Linked DNA regions of Columba livia: region 1 is linked to region 2. A link is a contact called in public Hi-C data. All regions are on one chromosome and are shown on one strand. The core of a region is the stretch at or near the end of the contact, and the rest is flanking DNA. Distances in the headings are between cores, read along the strand shown.

Region 1 (2,700 bases), core at 91-2,590, 47 kb before region 2:
CCAACATTCCAGAGATAACACAGTTGCTGTGTCCCACTCCCTAAGCCTAGGCAGAGATTTGGCAGCAGCTCCAAGTGCTGGGCCTTAGAGGTACCATCACTAAAAGCGGCATCTTTGCTACTCACAAGCCCCAGCCTCCATCCGGGAGCTGCACAGAGCGCAGGTAGCGCACCATCTCTTTCCGAACCCCCTCGGGCAGCTGGATCTTGGCAGTGTGGCATGTGATGAGGAGACCTGGAAGATCAGACATGCCGGCTCTTGTAGGAAGCCGAACGCAACGCACTCACCCCTCTCGGGGAGGGCACCCACAAAGACCTACCTGGCAGGAGGAAGAGCGGCCCGCCGTAGTCACCTGCCCAGTGCCCGTCCTCAGCCTGCAAGGCGGCGTAGAACCGCATTCCCTTGCGGGCAGCCTCCCGGGCCGTGCCGGCCGCCGCCGAGGGCCGCAGCGTCTCGCCCTGCGGGGAGACAGCGCCTCAGCCGGGGCGCCCCTCGGCGCGGCCCCGCCGCCCGTTCCCTGCCCGGCCCGCACCGTGTCCAGCCCGAGGCTGTGCTGCTCCAGCGCCGTCTGCGCCCGCCGCTCGCCGCCCGCCTCGCCATCGTCCCCGTCGCCGAGGTAGCGCCAGCGCTGCCGGCCGCCCTCGCAGCGCAGCCGCCAGTCGGGCAGCGCCGTGGCCGCCGCCGAACGCCACGGGCCGCCGCGCCGCCGCACCGGCCTGCAGCACACGGGCACCGTTAGCAGCGGCCGCCACCCCGCTCCGCCCCGCCGGTCCCGAACGCCGCGCCCGAACTCACCCGCCGTTCGCCGCCGTCGCCGTCTCCATCACCGCCGGGCTGGGACCGGGACGGGGACCGGGACAAGGACCGGAGCCGCAGCCGCGCCGCCCTGGGCCGACATCGCCCCACGGGCGGCAGCCAATGGGGCCGGCAGCCCCGCCCCCGCTCCGCCTCCCCGGGCCGGTGCCGGTAGCGGGTGAGGGGACGGGCCCCGGGCGGAGCGGCCCCGCCTCGGCCACCACCCGGGCTGCTCCGGAGGACAGTGCCCGTCCTGGGTTATACAGGGGTTCTCGCAGGGTTGTCACCCGGCCAGTCGCAGCGACACCAGCCTCTTGTCTGGGGGGCGGCGGGACGAGCCAGGGAGCCCCTCGGGGACAGACGGACACCGGGGTCTGCACCACTGGCAGAAGCGAGCAGACCTGAGCTGGGCTGCGAATGGGATTTTGTGGGACAGAAAGATGCCCGGCTGGCAAACCCTCCCGACACGGGCTGGAACCCTGCAGCTGCATTCTGGAGCTGCCCACGGACTTAAAGTGCACATTCACCTTTCCTTTCCTCCTCCCTTTCCCTTCCTCTTTTCCCTTTCCCTTTTCCTTCCCTTTCCCTTTTCCTTTCCCTTTTCCTTTCCCTTTTCCTTTCCCTTTTCCTTTCCCTTTTCCTTTCCCTTTCTTTCCTTTCCTTTCCACATCTGCAGACATCATCTTTTTACCATCCCTGTCCCTCCAAGGCAATGCACTGTGCTTATAACACATAAAACCTGCTCTGGGAAGGAAGCACAGGAGCCAGAGATGCTTTACTTGCTGCTGTTGTGTGTTGGAAGGGCTGGGTGGGAATTCAATATGTACTTGTTTAAATGCGGTAGATAAATTTCTCCCTGTCACCTTTCAGAACAACCCAGCTTCCCTCCTATGGCAAAGGGGACAGCGGATCAAGCTACGCCAGTGGAAAGCTCAGTACAAAAGCCCAAAGTCATGGCCATAAATACTTGTGATCAAAACTAAACCTTAACTCTAAGGCCCTGGAGGCAGGGACCACCTCCATGGCTGTGCACTGCCAGGGGACCCAGGGATAAAAGGGATAAAAGAGCTGCTCCCAAATGTGGCAGCCATGAGCACCCCATGGCACAAACATACCTGTGAATTAACACTTACTATATTCACACACTACAAGTTAAATTTAAAACGTTCCTCTGCTGGTAAATAGCTCTTCACTCATGCCCAGCATAACCCCAGGGATTATTTGCAGAGGATACAGTAATTTGATTTGGGAATTATAGAATTACCAGGCTTAGGTGACACACAGTCCAGCCCTGGCCGTGTTCAGTAACAGCAGAATTTTGTCTGAAGAGCTAATGGTGTGGGAGTCCTCCCCGGGGCTGTCACGGCATGAGGATGACATCTCACTTGTGCCTCATACCACTGGTCCTCACTAGGGAGAGCTGTGTTGCTCCTCTTGCAGCTTAAATGGACAAAGGGAACTCGAGAGGTTCACTGGTGTGGGTGTTGTATTTGGGGCTTAATAGCCTGTTGTTTAATTTAGATTTAAGAAAAAAACTAAGTCACAATGAATCTGCCTGAGATGAGTCTCTATACAACCTGTCTGCCTTAGAAATTCCATTTTAGTGATGGAAGTTTTGTTTTTAATAATTGCCAAACTCCTGATACTTGGGCACTATTTTTTTACTCATTTTAATAGGTCTGAGGTTTAGACCACAGTTGACAGGGTAAGGCTCTGCGCCTGTTGTGGGTGAGCGTGCTGCTTGTGGAGACAGTAGAAGCTGAAAGTGTTCCCCTGAGAAAGGGATGCCATCGAGCTCGCAAAAGCAAATGCCACAACTTGCCCCCTTTAATTGCAGTCCAGCACACGAGACTCAGTTCACAAGCCCTTCCCCACCAGGAGTGGAAAGACACCCCAGATTTATGC
Region 2 (2,700 bases), core at 3-2,502:
GGCTTTGAGGGGTCCCATGTAAGGACTAGAGGATTTAGACCACCCCCCCGCTCCCTTTATTTATCAAGCCATAAAATTGCTGAATAGATTTGCCTACCTTTCTTGTTAGCGGAACTTCTATTGGAACGGGAATAAGTTCTGCCAGGAGACATCCATAAAATGCCACCATAAACATAACCGGATCACTATTAGGAAATACGAGAGCTACCTATAAAAACACATTAAAATAACAAATGTTTTTTGCTGTCATTGTGGAAGGGAGGGCTGCTTTTTAATTTGTGGAAAATAAATCTTCCCAACAACGTTCAGGTTTGTATTTAAACTAGGAACAGAAACACTAAATGTTGTGATAATATAATAAGTCACAGTATAACAAGGTTTTCTTTAGCTAAAGCTGGTCCTCACTGTCTTATTATATCCCTAGAGACCATTTAAAACAGAAGCCTACCCTGTCTCCAGGTTTCAGCATGGGTTCATTCTTAGTGGTTAGCCTGTTCAGCAGGGTATACGCTAACTTCAAGCTTCGACTCCACAGCTTGCCTGAAGAAAAAACAGACAATACAGACATTTCAAACAGACACTACAATTTTAACATTTAATTTCAAATCTCAGTGCCTGATACATGCATTGGGCAAGTCAGTAGCGTTAGAACAGGGTGAAAAGGCACAGGAGCCAGTGAGTGTGCAAAAGCGGACGCTGCTGTTGTGAGCACAACCCCACCTCACAAACCTACCGAGTCCTCTGGTGTTTCAGTGCGAGTGTCCACACACACGCTCTAATCTGGTTGATACAACCTCACTGCATTTCCAAAAGGCACTTAAGGAGGCTCTTAGAGAAAGCAAGCTGCTTGGAAATGAAAGATCCTAAAAAGAAAAATCCTAAACTGGACATAAACTTAACTGAAATCAACAAAGGCTGGAATAAATGCCACAATATCTGGCTCTAAAATGCCATTTCAGGGCTTGGTAGTGATTTACACAGCTCTCAATAATTCAGAACAAAATATTCCAAGTTATTAAATACAAAGACAATCTAACTACTTGACACAATGTAAAAATCAATTTTTAAATTTTAGTGTCCAAAAAAAAAAAAAAAAAAAAAAAAAGAGCTTTGCTAGAGAAACTATTTATAAAAAATTGAGCAACAGCAAAGATCTTCCACTCTAAATGGTAAATCAAAGCAAGACTCCCCCAAAGCAGCATGCTGCGGCAAACAGCATCCCGGACTGCGCTTTCTAGTACAGGGTCTTTATCATGTACTGACATCCTTCAAGACCACGCAGCAGCCATCAGTTATTTTGTGTTTGTCAGTCCCAAGCTTGTCAATTCAACATTTTTGTCCCTGTGTTACACAGGACTCAAGTACATCAACTGGCCAGTCTGGCCATTCAGTGCACTTGGCAGAGAGGTCGAGTACAATTCAGAGCTCGGCTTCTTGTTAGTTTTTCTTTTCCTTTTTATTTTCCAAATGTAAAACTAAACATGATATTCTAAACAATTCTCAAAGCTCCACTGCAAAGTAATGAAACCGATGCAGCTACTCAGTGACATTTCCTGTAACATACTTCAGCTGTAAGAATGCAAACAAGAAACTTTAACATTCTGTCATACTATCCAATGAAATGCTGTAGTTAACTGCCCGGGGGAGGACGCTTACTTTCAAAAAAATGCAATTACTAAAATATTTTTAGCTCATTGATACAGGCAAGTTACTCTTCCCACAATAACATCTTTATTATGCTCCTAAAGTACAAATCTTCTCTGTAAGGATATGCAAAAACATGCTAAAATTTCATATCTGCTCTGGGAATCTGAGGAGTGCCATGTTTAGTCGTCTGTTTCTTCCTGTTATTTCACACTGTGCTATTTTTAGTGTTCTCTTTAAGAAAAAACCCACACAATTGTTGGAAATTTACAAATAGCCACTTGTAAGGAGTCAATACCATATTCTTTAAAATGTTTTTTTCCACAGACAATGAATTCACCATCACCATTCAAACAGCAATCTCAAAGTATCTGTCCTGAGCACAGTCAGTCCCTCTTAAGTAAAACAAATCAATTGCACAATGGACACCTGGCAGTTACCACCAACACCTACCGTAGGTGAGCGTGTAAACAGCTTTGCCGGTGGTGTCCAGCGCCGTGAGACATGGGGCTTTGGGCTGGGTGGTTCCCCAGCGCTGCAGCGCGGCCAGCAGAGAGGGCGGCCAGTTGGTCACCACACCTACGGGCTCCCCTTTGAGAACGTTCACCTGGTTTCCTTCGGGCTTTGGTTGGTTTGGGTCAGGCTGTTGCACTGAAACCAGACATGGAAAATGTCAATCCTTACAACAGGTGCAAGTTACACTCCACAGGCTGTTCTACGAACTGTTCTCACCTTCCTCTTCCCCACAGCTACCACCACTTCTCTGCTCTCTGATGATGCTAAGCTCATCAGCTCTTGGCTCCAGAAAAAATAATTGCCATCACTTTGGAGCTCTGATTCCACGTTATTCAAAGCACCTGGCCACAGGAGTAGAATTTCAATCCCTAGTTCACTCTCTTTCTCTACTTTGGAGAGATAGTTTTCTGCTCTTTGCTCTTCACACCTGTTTAAATGAAACCCTACACCGAGTCAAGAAGCATTATCAGAATGGCTTCAGTCACAACTGGACATTTATTTTCGCTACACTGAATTCTCAACCAGTGCTGAAGAATGACA

What was found. Hi-C and Micro-C count contacts between places; a contact is called where the count stands out from the background.
Region 1: a contact with region 2 is called in a Hi-C map of crop, with 2.2 times the contacts expected there. The contact joins the promoter of LSS here to the enhancer-like site in region 2.

The regions. Positions count from the first base shown.
Region 1 is chr7:36,487,708-36,490,407 of bColLiv1.pat.W.v2, reverse strand. LSS (lanosterol synthase) reads right to left here and starts at 1,340. Exons shown (of 23, transcript XM_065069397.1): 1 at 796-1,340; 2 at 533-716; 3 at 320-458; 4 at 126-234. The coding sequence starts at 1,286.
Region 2 is chr7:36,440,808-36,443,507 of bColLiv1.pat.W.v2, reverse strand. DIP2A (disco interacting protein 2 homolog A) reads right to left here. Exons shown (of 39, transcript XM_065069390.1): 8 at 2,098-2,295; 9 at 449-540; 10 at 98-208. Among named protein-coding and RNA genes, the nearest start is that of S100B, 42 kb to the left of the region's middle. Within about 2 kb of position 1,252, at least 1 of the 3 cell types and tissues checked has an H3K27ac peak away from gene starts, as active enhancers do.